3 separate regions of the Sus scrofa genome follow, and all the other regions are linked to region 2. Evidence: chromatin contacts called from public HiChIP or PLAC-seq data. All regions are on one chromosome and are shown on one strand. Each heading gives the region's core, a stretch centred on a gene start, on an enhancer-like site or on the middle of the called end of the contact. The rest is flanking DNA. Distances are from core to core; before and after follow the strand shown.

Region 1 (4,743 bases), core at 755-3,254, 140 kb before region 2:
AGTAAAGGCCAGAGGCCTACGAAAGAGAGAGAGAGAGAGAGAGGGTGCTCACACAGTAACTGCATTGAGCAGGAAAATTCCTGCGCTATATATGAAAACCGGAAAAGGGAAAGAGGCGTTCTAAGTTTACATGTAGAAAAATGCTCTTCTGTAATTCAGAAAAATGAGGTCTTTGATTGTTGGCAAGCCCAGGTCTCCCTTCTAAGTTGATCCAGGATTTTTTCCCTGGCAGGGAAACAGTTCTTTTTCTAAGAAAGGCATTGGGTGGTAGGTTTTTCTAAGAACCTCTTGCACCTTTGCTGGTTGCAAATGTGTGCGTGAATGAAGCCCCTGCAGCAGGAATTCTGTACGTGAATTCTCTTGCGTTTTCATTTTCCTTGGGAAGGGAGTCAGGTAGAGCCAGGCGCGTCTGGGGACTCAGCCTGGGTGGGGCAATGTTTCCTTACAGGCAGAGCTGTGACATTTTCCTGGGCACAGTGCTTCCCGCCTCCGGCCAGGCCTTGCTATCCAAAGGCAAGGATGTCTGGGGGTGGGGGGGAGAGGAAGCTAGATTTGTCCTGGTCCCTGTTGGAGTCATTCCTTCCAGGCCTGAAGGCTGTGGGCTGAAGGAACCGGCAGTTAAGGGTGGTTAGAGAAACTAGAAAACAGATGGGAGACCAGGAGGATGCAGCATTGGAGACATTTGGACCTGGCAAGGCCCTTTGGAAACCATCTGATGCAAGGCTCTCATTTCACAGACCAGGAACCTGAGGCTCAGAGGGAGGGGCCTGCTCAAGATCATACGCTGTGTTGGTGTAGAGTCTGCCTCCCAGGCCGGGCCCCGTCCATCATCCGTGCAACATCTGAGGGGCCGTGGTGTGAAAGACCAGGCCGACTTGTGTGTGGTCCAGAGGGCAGAGTTAGGTCCAGCCCGGCAGGCGGGGGCCTCAGGGGCACATGCCTCAGCTCACCAGGAGGGAGAACACTTAGAATTGCCCGGCAGTGGTCAGGGTTGCCCTGGGGGGGGGAATGAGTTCCCTGGGAGGGGAGATGCCCAAGCGGAAACCAGATGGACCTGGGAGGGGGATGCGGCAGAGGAAACTCCTTTCCAGATGGTGAGCTGCACTCTCTACATAGAGTTTGTGGCTTGGTGAACTCCCAGCTTCCTGCCTCTCTGGGGAGGTGTGAGGAAGGGAGGCCACAGGCCGGGAGGTCTGATTTAGATACACCCAGAGTCCTCAAGGCCACCTCCCTGTAGGGTGTCCAGAGGGAAGGGGAAGAACAGTCCTGAGAAGATGAAAGAATGTCCCTCTCCCAGACAGGATGGGCTGAGAAACCATGAGGGAAGGGACACGGGGTCTCTGAGGTCCCCAGTGTCTGCTATAGGCAGCGAAGGAGCTATTGGGAACCTCCTCTCTCCCCAGGGGTTGAATTCAGGGAAATCCAGGACAGAGGGGCCCAGGTGATGTCCCCAGGGAAGTCACCCCCTTTTTACCTACATATTTAGCCTCCTGGCTGCAGCAACATGGGGTTATCTAGACCCCCAGCCCTGACCCAGAGGATATTAACCAGCTTTGAAGTGTCACTGAGTCCCCATTCACACTGGCTAATGTGTTCTGTTGTCTTTATAGATGCAGGAGGAATGGAATGTGGGGAGGAGATACCTTTTACTCCCCCAGGCAGCAACCAGTGCAGGAAAAGGGCAGAGGATGGGAGGGAGGTACCTGGGTCCTTGTCCTGGCTTGTCTACAGTTTCCCAGGTGACCTCAGATCTACTCTCTTGGGTCCCTTCCAGACATGACTCTGATTCTTTTGTTAGGACCCCCATTCTCCCAGTTTCCCCAGATAGACACACAGGTGGGTCCCTGGCAGCTGCAGCCCCAGAAGCCTTCCTTAGTTTTCATAGATGCAGTACTCGGTGTGGCCGCCAGGAGCCGCTGCTGCGCACGTTCCTGGAGTGTCCTCAGCCTCCCTGTCTGGCTTCTTTGCAGCCCTCTTTGACCTAGAGCCAGAGGAATGCTCCTTAGCCCCTTCGGGCTTTAAATGCTAACAAACGCAAGCACCGGGCTCAGATCCCAGACAATCATCTGTGAGATGGAGCTTTGCAAAGCCAGATACTGTTCCCTAAGGAGTCAATGTCCCATAGCCCAGGCTAGCCCCAGGCACTGCCTCAGGACCCCAAAGATGAAAGTGCTGAACCAGCCCATTACACAGAAGGAGAAATTGAGAGTTGGCTGGGGAGGAGAGATGTCAGCTGTTGTGAGTCTGTGGCTGAGAGGAGGAGAGGACAAGGTTCTGCTTCTTTACCTTCTCTAGCCTGGTCGCTGTCATCTGTCTGGAAGAAAACTCTGAACCCTGCCCTGTTTATTTCTCCATTGCTAGGATTCTGCCCTGGCTTCTATGGAAACTGATTTTGGACCCCTGGGAGGAAAGTTGTGCCATTTGGTGACTGTTCAGATTTTCCTCTGCCTCGCCCATCTCTAAAGCTGTCTGATTCCTCCTCCCTGTGCCCTCAGGAAGGGCTGCCCCTGAGTTGTGCTCAAGAGCCCAAATCAAAGACTTGAGGAAAGTGAAGCCCAGTTGCATCCACCTCTGTCCTTTCCTCAGGCCGCAGTGCCGAGTGCCTGCTCTGTGCCAAGCCCTGATGTGGGTATTTGAAGAAGGGGGTCATACCTGCAGCTCTGTGTATAGAGTGGGAGTAGGGCTCCAGGGTCTTTCTGAGTAAGCTTGGAAAGATTCGACTGTGAGAAGTAGAGAAGGATGTTACCAATGGAAGGAATAGCAGGAGCAAAGACAGAGCCAGGGAAAGGGAGAGAATGACGAGATGAAGCAGACAGGGTCTTGAGTGGAATTTCAACTTGATCCTGAGGGCACTGGGGTGCCATCGAAGGCTCTGGAGCTTGTGTGTAGCATGAACAGATGACTACTAATGGAGACTCCTAGATCATACTAACGGAGACCCCTTGAAAGCCTGCATTCTACGTTCAGCTCCATATTCCCAGCTGCACACAAGGCATGATGTGGGGGCTTTATAAATGTTATCAAATTCTTGAATTGGAAAAGTGAGTTAGAGAACCTCCATTAGAAAGGAAGCTATCCCTATGCATAAATGAAGTGAGAGATGAGGATTGAGGTCGGATGTCCTGTGAGGTAGGTAGTTTCTGTGGAGAAGTGTGGCCTTCTCCCTTAGAGGGCCCTGAGGTTCCTGAAGCTAGACAGTTCCATGATCAGCTCCCCATCAACCCTGGCCCCTCCAGAACGGTGGGATGTCTTCCCACCAGCTGTGATCTCCACACCCCCCTTCCCACCCAGCACAGAGCCATCCCAGGACAAGCCCAGGGACCAAGTTGCTGGGCCTGTTTGTCTTGGCTCCCTGGCTTCTCTCCCCTCCCTGGTGGCCGCCTGAGCAGGTGGCCCTCCTGCCAGAGGCCAAGGGGAAATAAGCCAGCAGGCTCCGGTGCAGCCCTGAGCATGGGTCACTCCAGGCCAGGGGTCGCTCCCTGCCACACCATATGATGCGCTGGGACAGTGTGTGTGGAGGGAGGGGGTAGTTGCTGAGAGCGTGGCTAGGCTGACTTGGGCTTCCTCTAGATTGTGGCTTGGCTCCCCCTGTGGTCCAGCCAGTGGGAGCAAGGCCTGTGATTTGGTCCCTTGCAGCAGAGGCCGGGGTGGCCGGGGGCAGGGAGGATTAGGAAGGGATTTCTTTGGAGACTTTGGTGTTTTCTATATCTTGGAATCAAACAGAAGACTAACTGCTACCATTTGTTGAGCACTTGTACTTTCTTTTCTTTTTTTTTTTTTTGGTCTTTTTAGGGCTACACCCACGGCATATGGAAGTTCCCAGGGTAGGGGTCAAATTGGAGCTGCAGCTGCCAGCCAACGCCAAAGCCACAGCAACACCAGATCCAAGCCGCATCTGCAACTTACACCAAAGCTTGCAGCAACGCCATATCCTTAACCCACGAGCAGATTGAACCTGCATCCTCATGGATCCTCGTCAGGTTCTTAACCTGCTGAGTCACAATGGGAACTCTGAGCACTTATATTTTCCACCCATCATCTCATGTAGTCCCCACGTGTGAGATGGGTGGGACATCCCCACGGCACTGGTAAGTTATCCACCCCAAAACTACCCGCTTTCTTAAATGGCCAAGGCTGAATCAGAACCCAGCTCTGTCCAACACAAGGCAGCTTTCCTCTGCAGGCTGCCTCTTTTGTCCACTCTCCAGCTGGCCAACCAACTGCCTGTGCCTGGTGGGACCGGGGTAGTCCAGGGGTTGTGGGAAGACCACCAGTTCCAGGTCACCTGTCATTCCAAATCACCCCAAGGCCAATTACCCCCCACCCCAGCTATCCTTGCTTCACTGCTCCATCTGCTGCTTCCTGGCTGTGTCTCCTGGTCATGTCATTCTCTCTTTGACCATCCATCTCTGTCTAGAAAATAAGGTTGGTGATTTTTTTTTTCCCCCCAAAGCAAAAATCCTCCTGGAACTGAGAATTCCTGGAATGGCCATGTGGACACCTTGGCTTTACCTGGTCACAGCAGCACTGGGCTGTTTAAGCAGGTTTCCAGGTAGGAGCCTCTCAGCTCCTGCCCTTCAGTCCCCTGAAACCCCACCTGTCCCTTGACTCCTGGGATACCACGTAGAAACAAGCCGCTGGATGAGAGGCCTTGGGTCATTTGCTCCCTGTGGCACCACACATTCTGCAAACCTGGAGTGTTGAGCCCCAAGGGGCCTCCCCTCCTGGAGGAAAAGCTTTCGC
Region 2 (4,351 bases), core at 1,809-4,308:
AGTAGAAAAATATAGCCTTAGGTCTGATTCCATATAAAATCTGTTTTTATATTTTAACTTCAGTGATACTAAAAGCTGCAAGTGCCAGTTTTGATAATGTTGTTTAAGGTGGTATTAATTTCTTCAAGGCTTTGTAAGTTCAGGATAATCAGACCTCATACCTAACCAAACACTTGCTAGCAAGAATTCCTCAAATACCATTTTTTTTTTTTTTTTTTTTTTTTTTTGTCTTTTTGCCATTTCTAGGGCTGCTCCTGTGGTGCATGGAGGTTCCCAGGCTAGGGGTCTAATCAGAGCAGTAGCTGCTGGCCTTCACCAGAGCCACAGCAATATGGAATCCGAGCCGCGTCTGCGACCTTCACCACAGCTCACTCATAGCAAGGCCAGATCCTTAACCCACTGAGGAAGGCCAGGGATCGAACCCGCAACCTCATAGTTCCTAGTCGGATTCATTAACCACTGAGCCACGACAGGAACTCCTCAAATACCACTTTTAATGAGATGTCAACTGTCATATTCACTTGCCAGTGAAATTAACATTATGACATTGAAATCTTTGTCAAATGGCTTTTTAAAACAATGCTAGAAGCGAGAATGGAAAATGTCGCATAGTTAAAAACCACATTTACTGCTAATGAACTTTTGCAGATTGCACTGCAGAGATAAGGACCCATGTAATACTTGGAGCACATACATGGTATTGGCTATTATTGGACTATTGGTTTTTGAAAATACCTTGAAAATACCATGCTATATCACCATATGCTTTGATAATTCAAGTTTCCTGTAGATTTCACTCTTTCAGTTATAGTTACTATGAAACTCTTGTTTGTAGATTGTGCCAGGAGAACATTTGGCCTAAAGGAGATCTTAACCCAACTGAAGAAGCAGCAGTGTTTCTGGTTCTGCTTGTTTAGATAGCAGTTACCCATGATCCAGAATGTTGACTGTTTTTAATTTTTTTTAATTTTTTAATTTTTTGTCTTTTTGCCTTTTCTAGGGTCGCTCTCACGGTATATTGAGGTTCCTAGGCTAGGGGTCTAATCAGAGCTATAGCCATCGGCCTATGCCAGAGCCACAGCAACAAGGGATTGGAGTGCGACCTACACCACAGCTCGCAGCAACCCTGGATCCTTAACCCACTGAGCAAGGCCAGGGACTGAACCCGCAACCTCATGGTTCCTAGTCGGATTCATTAACCACTGAGCCACGACAGGAACTCCCAGGAATGTTTGCTGTTTATCTTAGATTTTTTTTTTTTTTCTTTTTCTGGCCCCACCTGTGGCATATGGAAGGAACTTCCAGAGCTAGGGGTTCGATTGGAGCTTCGGCTGCTGGCCTACTCCACAGCCACAGCCATGCCAGATCCAAGCTGCATCTGTGGCCTGCAGCTTGTGGCAACACCAGATCCTTAATCCACTGAGCGAGACCAGGGACTCGCAGACATCCTCACAGACTTTATGTTGGGTTCTTAACCCACTGAGCCACAGCAGGGACTCCAATCTTAGATTATTTTTAAATATTAAAAAAAAAATCGTATGCAATTTTAGACTCCCTGTCTCCCAACATATTCCTGTTTGGGAAACACTGCTTTGGCAAATATTTTCTGATCACTACCTAGGACTCTAGGATTCAAAAATGGGAAAACAAAACAAAAAACCCTTGGATTTCCCTAATGTAATGAGAGACACTTTAACAGCAAACTATAAATAGATCAATTTGTGCTAACCTAAAGGTATGCAGAGAGGACTCTGGGAAAAAATTGGAAGCAGTTGCTCAGCTGTCTTATGGGTAGCGGAGAGGAGCGCATCATGGAAAATATCTTGTTTGAATAGGATCTTAAAGGATGAGAGAGTGGGTTTAAAGTAGGCAGAGAAGTAGCAATGTAAAGACCTAGGTCATGAAAGACGTAATTTTCGTAATGATGAGAAGGTTGTGATCCTGGATGGCACTTGTAATGTGAGTGGTAGGTTTGGAACCCAAAAGTAAAAGTTTTAATCATTAGACCCAGTGTTTAGCTCTTATATCATATATCCTAAGGGAACCATGGAGATCTTAGAACAGGGAGAATATTCATGGCAGTATTTTTATATGTAGTAATTACCACACTGTATTGTAATGTTCTCCTTCACTGTTCATTGGAGCTCTTCAAGGGCCATGACCATGAGTTATTAATCTTTGTATACTAAGCTTTTGGTAGAGTAACTGATAAAACTAGTGCGTAGAAAACATTGGTTGATGACTAATGAGTAAAGAGGATTCAGGAGTGAATGATGACAGTCTTCTGTGGTGATGGTTTTTTTTTTTTTTTTCAGTGACAGACCATGTTGTGATTCTCTTTAGAGCTATAAACTTTGAAAATGCAAATACATACAACATTTGGTGTATAGTTTCATGGGATTCATGTATCGCTGAAGCCAGCCCATGGATTCCTGGTTCAGAACTCCTCCTTAGGAAATTACAGCCAGGGAACATATAATCACCACCAAACCTCACTCTGAATAAACTATGTCTCTTTTAACAGTCTCTAAATAATAGATTACAATTGTATCTTTCTTTTATTTTTCTTGATGCTTATATTTTATTATTTTTCTTTCTTACATTTTTCTTGATACTTATATTTCCTTCATGCTTGGGAGGATTTAATTCAAAGAGCTGAACTATTTATGGAGAAAGGAAAAAAAATGACTAAAGTAAAACTTTGCTGGTCTGTAAAGATAATAGACCAAGTGTGCTAATTAAGCCAGCGGCTAAGCTGCTTGAGGAGTTACTGACATTCCTGAGTTGGGTTTAGCAAGTGAATTGGGGGTTCCCCGAGACTATCCTCAGGCTTGATGTTTTGCAAGAAGGACTCACAGAACCCAGGAAGACTTTTATACTCATGGTTTTTATTTATTACCAGAGAAAGATACATATTAAAATCATCAAAAGGAAAAGGGAAAGCATATGGGGCAAAGTTGAAGAGAAACCAAGTTCAAGCTTCCAGATGTCCTCCCCCAGTGCAGTAGCACAGCTGCACTCCATAGCTTAGCAATGAAGTGTAGCATGTGAGAAGTGCTGACAACCAGGGAAGCTTACTGGAGCCTTGTTGTGCAGGGTTTTTATTGGTGGCTCAGCACACAGGCTTTGTAGCATTCTTATCAAGGAGAATATTTCAAGGAGTCAGAGCTCATCTCCCAGGAACTGGCCAAGGATCAGTCCTGAAGTTAGGTATGTCTTTGGAATGTGCAGGGTTTGAGCAACTTGGGCCTGCTGAGTTAACCCTTTCCTTCACTGCAAGTTAGCTGTTCAGAGTTAGTCGTCTTCTGGCCTGTCTAGTTACTCTTTTTCTGGTTATGGTAGACCTCCTTGGTCTCATCACAGATGGCCATTCTGCAAACCTGGACTCTTCTGTTTCCTTTGCCAACATGTAATTGGAAAGTTTGATCTCTGCTTCACAGTTTCATGAGATCATAGTGAAATCTAAGTGGCCAATTCTGTCATTCATCCAGCGTTATTTGAATGTACCAGTCCTAGTGGTAGATGTGAGTTTATAGAAATGATTATTATGGGTCTCTGCCCTCAAGGATCTTAGAGTTTCATAAGGAGAGGAAAAAATAATAACTCTGGGTAAGGAGTGTATGCTTTGGAGAGCATTAACCTTGTTGGAGAGTTTAGTAGAGGTGTACGTGTGTGTGTGTGTGTGAGTGTGTGTTTGGGAAAGTGTTGGTGATAATTAGAAGACTTCCCTTCATTGGTTACTCCTCAAGTTGAACTATAAAGATCATATAGATAAAAGTGGGTATAGAGCTAGTGTTTCTCCAGTCATTTCTGTAGCCAGTTGCTAGTGTGGTTGGAGCATATATGTATTGTTACCTTGCTTATGAGAAAGTAACCTAATTCTAATTAGAACATACTGGTCTTTTTTTAGGGTTTACACAAGAATGTCTGACAAATCTATTTCTTTTACTCCATTACTATAAATCCACCCTTGACATTTCCAACCTACACTGAGGCGGTAGTAGTATTTTCACATATTGCTCTCCAGTGGGGGGTGTATATGAATGTCTGGTTTTGGACTTAAAGGAATAAGTATAACCTTTAAAAATTTCAATGTACCTTTTTTCAAATGGGTTAGCAAATGCTTATCTTAATGTTAATGAAATTACATGTAATAATGTTTATATACTTGGAACTTAAAAAGTTTTAGGAAAGAACCTGGGTCCAGATTTCATCATATTTGGCTCCTACATATGTATGCTTCTTAACAGAATTTGGAACTTCTTAGAGTAACAGTTTTGTTTTGTTTTAATTTTATTGGAGCATAGTTGATTACAATGTTGTGTTAGTTTCAGGTATACAGCACAGTGAT
Region 3 (4,617 bases), core at 151-2,650, 240 kb before region 2:
TTCTTTATGGGCTCACTGGCTAACTGTGTGTTAAAAGTTTCTTGCACTATCTAGCTTCCCTTTTCTCCTCCTACTAAAACAATACTTTTTACAATTTTTTTTACATGGGAATCAGCTGGCGTCTTGTTAAAAGGAAGATTCAAGTTCCATCCTTTAGGTTTGGGATGGGCCTTGAGATTCTGCCTTTCTCGAAAGCACCTAGATGGTGCCAGCACTGCTGGTCTGTGGACAAGATTTTGAGTAGAAGTTTATTTGAGTGAGAATAAGAAGGCAGGTCTTGGTTGGCTGGTCACTGGTGCCTACTCACACACACACTAGGTGGTGTTGTCAGCTCAGAAAATACCACAGTGCTTTCATTGAGGCCAAGTCTATTGGTCTAAAAAAAAAAATCCTCCAAACCTCACATCTGTGGGCTGCAGATCTGGAAGGCACCCAGAAATCATTCGGTGCCCAGGGTAGCTGATGGGGAATGAGGCCCATGAGTGAAAGGGTTTGCCTAAGATCACACAGCAAGTTAAGGACCACATTTTCTTTGTCAATACCTGTCATTCTGTGTAGTAATCAGTGTTCTAAACTTGGCCTGGGTATGTTTTTCTTAAAGTGTTACATCGGTACTCTTTTTTTTTTTTTTTTAAAAAAATCCTACTTCAGATATTGGCTTTGCTGTATTGCATTAAGTTATAAAGTATAAAAGGTTTCGTATCTTGATAAAAAGTTCCAAAGACTTTGCCACATGGTTCGTTGTATCAGAGCCTCAATGTTTATTTTGCAAGTGGCGTTGGAAATTCTGGCCTCTTAGTCTCCTAATGTTTATGAGATTTAATGCACCACACACCACGTTTCTCACACTTACACACAGCTTCAGAGTTTTGTTTTCAAGAGTATTATTTTGTTGGCTGCTATAGGGTTGACTGAGGATTGCTGTCTCCTTTGTATTATCAGCAGCTATTAATGATGATGATAATAATACCATGAGTTGGGTCCTCCTCTAAACACTTCATGTACATGAGCTAACTTAATTCTGAAAATACCCAGTGAGTTAGGTGTTGGTCCTACCCTCCCCTCCCCCATCTCCCCCTACCCTCAATTTAAAGGTGAGGACACTAAGGCTCAGAGAAGGTGGGGAACTTGTCTAAGGTCACACAGCCAATCAGTGAAAGTGCTAGAATTTAAATCCAGACAGTCTTGCTCCAGAGCTCAGTTGTAACTGCTGTGACCTGGTGCATCCTGGAGGGGAGGGGAAGCAGCTTGCCCAGGTCAGGCAGCTCATACACCCTGACCACGGCCCTCCCCTCATTCTTAGTCCAGTTATACCACATTGCCAGTCGTGGCAGAGGAATTAACGAGAATCTGTTCTGCTTGGAGAGTACAGGGGTCATGGCAGAGGCACATCTCTGGGCAGCGTGTTCCCTTCAAAATGCCAGGTCGGGGGCAGAACCAGTGCTGAACCACTGGGATGCAGACCTGCTCCTCCAGGTGCAGGTGTCCAGTTAGGGCTCCATTTTGCCCACCTTCCCACTCTGTGCGCTTTCTCTTAAAACAAAAGCCTGGGAAGGCAAGTTTTGGGAGCGTTTCTTCTGTTTCTCCTTTGAGACTCTTGCTGCAAAGCCAGGGAGGCCCAAGTTCACGGCCAGATCCACTGCGGTTGCCCCATCTAGCACCTCCCTGTCTTCAGAGGGCTTAAAACCCGTGGGACTGAGGGTTCTGTCCCATCAGACATGTCATGATTGCTCTGTGAATCATCTTGAACCTTCTTTTATGAGGCAGAGGTCAGGGGAACCGATGGCTCATCGCTGTTCAGATGGTTAATTCAGTGTCCTAAAAAGAAATTGCCAAATGGGTGTGTCTCCCGGGCAGCTCTGGTTATTAACTCAAGAGTGATTGCAAAGCACCACTGGATTCTGACTGCCAACTGTTATAAAAGGAAGCAAGTTACTGGGTTAGGGAATTTGTAGGGACTTTAGAAGTCACGTGTCCGGCTCCCCCCTAAGCAGAAATCCCCCCTTGTCCCCAGCAGTGGCCAGCTGACCCTAGCTTGTGCACTGCCTGTGGGGACCTCTTCCCCCTTCACAGGCTGTCCATTGTATTCTTGGATGGCTTCTCATGAAGCTGTAATCTGTCTCCCTGTACTTCCTTACTGCTCTGGACCCCCGCTTGGAGGCCACCCAGTGTGTTTGTCCTCTGCCCCTCAGAGATTCAAGGAGAGAGGATGTGTGTCTCTCTTCAAACCGTCGTTATGGGAGGTGCTTTGCATTGGAGTTCTGGGAGAGAGTAACGATAGATGTTTGCATTAACTCTGCTGCATTTAACCAAAGGTCAAAACTCCATCCCCCTTCCCTGCAGAGAAGTCTGGTCTAGCTCAGGCTCCCCCAGATGCTCTGAGGGCAATGAGACACAAATAGGTGGGGCGGGGGGAGTGTGTGTGTGTGTGTGTGTGTGTGTGTGTGTGTGTGAGTGTGAGAGAGGGAGAGAGAGAGAGAGAGAGAGAGAGAGAGAGAGAGAGAGAGAGAGAGAGAGAGAGACAGCAAGAGGGAGAAAAATGGTGTCAGAGATCCTTCATTTTCCATAATAGAAAGTCAGTAATAGTGGTCTCAAACTGAGAAATCATGAGCAAGCAGGGCCAATGCGTTCTTTGAAATTTGGAGGCAAATACTGGAAGAAATCGCTGGAAATGTGGACAGGAGGGGCTCTCTGCAGAGCCAGATCTGCGTGTGGTGGGGGGAGGGTGGGACAGGGGACTGCCAGTTTTATTAGAAACCTTGAGTGCTCTTAGGCCTTTTAAGCTAAGTACATGTACTTAAGCTAAGTATATGTGTTGAAAATTATCTTTAAAAATTCTCCCAAATGGAGTCTGAGCCCAGATTCTTGTTGGTAGGAAAACAATCAGGGGTTTGGCTTTATTTGGCAGAGTAGCTTTAAAAGAGGTTGGGATATGCAGAAAGACAGACTTGGTTATAAATTCGGTTGGTGAGCTTGCCAGTTTTGTGACTTTGGGCAAGTTACTTAACCTCTGAGCCACAATTCCTCAGTGTAAAATAGAGGCTGTGCCAGGACCTGAGTCTCAGGGATTATGAGGATTGAATGAGATGAGGTGGGCTCAGAGCACTCAACAGAGTAGGGGCTCAGGGACCTTTTCCTGACCAAAGAGTCCTCATTGCCAGATCTCAGAAATACCTTGAGGACCAGAGCAGCTGTCAGAAACAGCACATATCCAACCCCTGCCGGTAGAATGTTTGCTCTTCATAGAAGCCCTGGATTCTGTCCTGTTTGGTGCTTTGTGGCAGAACTAACGAGCAAGCGCCCCTGCTAGTTCCCAGTTCTCCTTCCCTTTCCATCTGCAGGGAAATTAATCTTCACCCCTTTGCTGCTCATAACTAGTTCATCTGCAGGAAAACTTTGAACCCAAGAGCTGCAGGGAGTATCCGGGGTTACTTTCATCCAGTCTTTTCACCCTGGAGTGGGGACACTGCTCTTGAGAGGGCCCAGTAAGAGGGTCCAGGTCGGTTCACCCTCTGTGCCTGCAAGTAGAGGCCGGGAGTGTGAGCCTTAGCCACTCTGCAACACTGTGGTTGGCCATGGGATTCTGAAGACTCTGGGAGCTTGTCCCCAGGTGGACTGGGCTCAGAAACTGGAGGGAATCAGAAACTGAAGGGAAATAAAACTGACTCTTCTGGGTAGGATTCTGGATAGTTCTGGGAACTTGTCTGCAAAACAAATTGATTTATGGAGATCCAGCTGTGAGAAACTATACACAACAGGGATCAGAGGAGATACACTCCAGATGTGGCTTCATTAAAGGCAGGGGTGTAACAATGGGTTTGAAAGACTTCTGTGGTCCTTTGGGCCATGGAAACTTAAAGTATGGCCAAGGGCCTGTGGCCTCAGCTGCTGATTCCGAATTGGAGAACAGCTTAGAACTCATTCTCTTCAACCTCTTGAAACTACGGATGGGGACCCTGAGGCCCAGAGAGAGAAGGGCTGTACCCAGCATCACACAGCGAGGGGAGACCAGGCTGGGGGAAGAACCCACAACTGCTGCTGCGGGTTCCAGTGTCTGTCTCATCACCTGCCCCTGCCTCTCCCTCCTGCCGCTTAGAATCCAGCTCAAGGCTGGTTTCCTAATTAAAAGTTGGGAGAAGGCATTACTCTGCCACACTCTGATAATGATGTCCCCAGAGAGGAGACTGGGCTGACCCTACTGCTGGGGGGGTGGGGGGAGCTCCCTCCCCCACTTCATGGGCTTCAGGACCCTGGGCGACACCTTCTTTTGGGGCAGTTGGTCCCGGTGCTTCTGGAGCTGGACTCAGTGCTGCTTTGTCAGGTGCCTGTCCTCTGTCCTCTGAGGTGAGGGCAGCCCTTCTACTGGGAAGGGATTTCAGTTTTGTGAAGCTTGAAAATGAGATTCGTGTTTAGCAGAATCTCAGACCAAGTCCAGTCTCCCACTCCTACTACAGCATTCCTGACATGCATCATCTTTTCTTTTGTTTAATATTTTAGTTTTTTCAAGATTATTTTAAAAAATATATGCTTAGCTGAAAATCTGGAAACTACACAAGGACGTAAAGAAATTGCTTAAGTTCTCACAACCCAAAGAGCACCATTTGAAAGTATTTCCTT

The links. HiChIP or PLAC-seq counts read pairs in DNA pulled down with a chosen protein or histone mark.
Region 1: a contact with region 2 is called in an H3K27ac HiChIP or PLAC-seq map of alveolar macrophages. The contact joins two enhancer-like sites. A contact is called at or near these places in 5 of 47 Hi-C or Micro-C datasets (alveolar macrophages, blood, liver and 1 more) and 1 of 2 datasets of contacts at active chromatin or transcription factors (alveolar macrophages).
Region 3: a contact with region 2 is called in an H3K27ac HiChIP or PLAC-seq map of alveolar macrophages. The contact joins two enhancer-like sites. A contact is called at or near these places in 4 of 47 Hi-C or Micro-C datasets (alveolar macrophages, epiblast stem cells, fetal heart ventricle and 1 more) and 1 of 2 datasets of contacts at active chromatin or transcription factors (alveolar macrophages).

Annotation. Positions count from the first base shown.
Region 1 is chr1:240,744,292-240,749,034 of Sscrofa11.1, forward strand. The region is part of intron 2 of COL15A1 (collagen alpha-1(XV) chain); the gene reads left to right. Among named protein-coding and RNA genes, the nearest start is that of COL15A1, 29 kb to the left of the region's middle. Within about 2 kb of position 2,005, at least 33 of the 83 cell types and tissues checked have an H3K27ac peak or open chromatin away from gene starts, as enhancers often do. A contact at or near this core is called in alveolar macrophages, where this site is marked.
Region 2 is chr1:240,884,568-240,888,918 of Sscrofa11.1, forward strand. All of the region lies in intron 2 of TGFBR1 (transforming growth factor beta receptor 1), which reads left to right. Among named protein-coding and RNA genes, the nearest start is that of TGFBR1, 27 kb to the left of the region's middle. Within about 2 kb of position 3,059, at least 2 of the 83 cell types and tissues checked have an H3K27ac peak or open chromatin away from gene starts, as enhancers often do. A contact at or near this core is called in alveolar macrophages, where this site is marked.
Region 3 is chr1:240,646,076-240,650,692 of Sscrofa11.1, forward strand. No RefSeq gene overlaps it. Among named protein-coding and RNA genes, the nearest start is that of GALNT12, 53 kb to the left of the region's middle. Within about 2 kb of position 1,401, at least 20 of the 83 cell types and tissues checked have an H3K27ac peak or open chromatin away from gene starts, as enhancers often do. A contact at or near this core is called in alveolar macrophages, where this site is marked.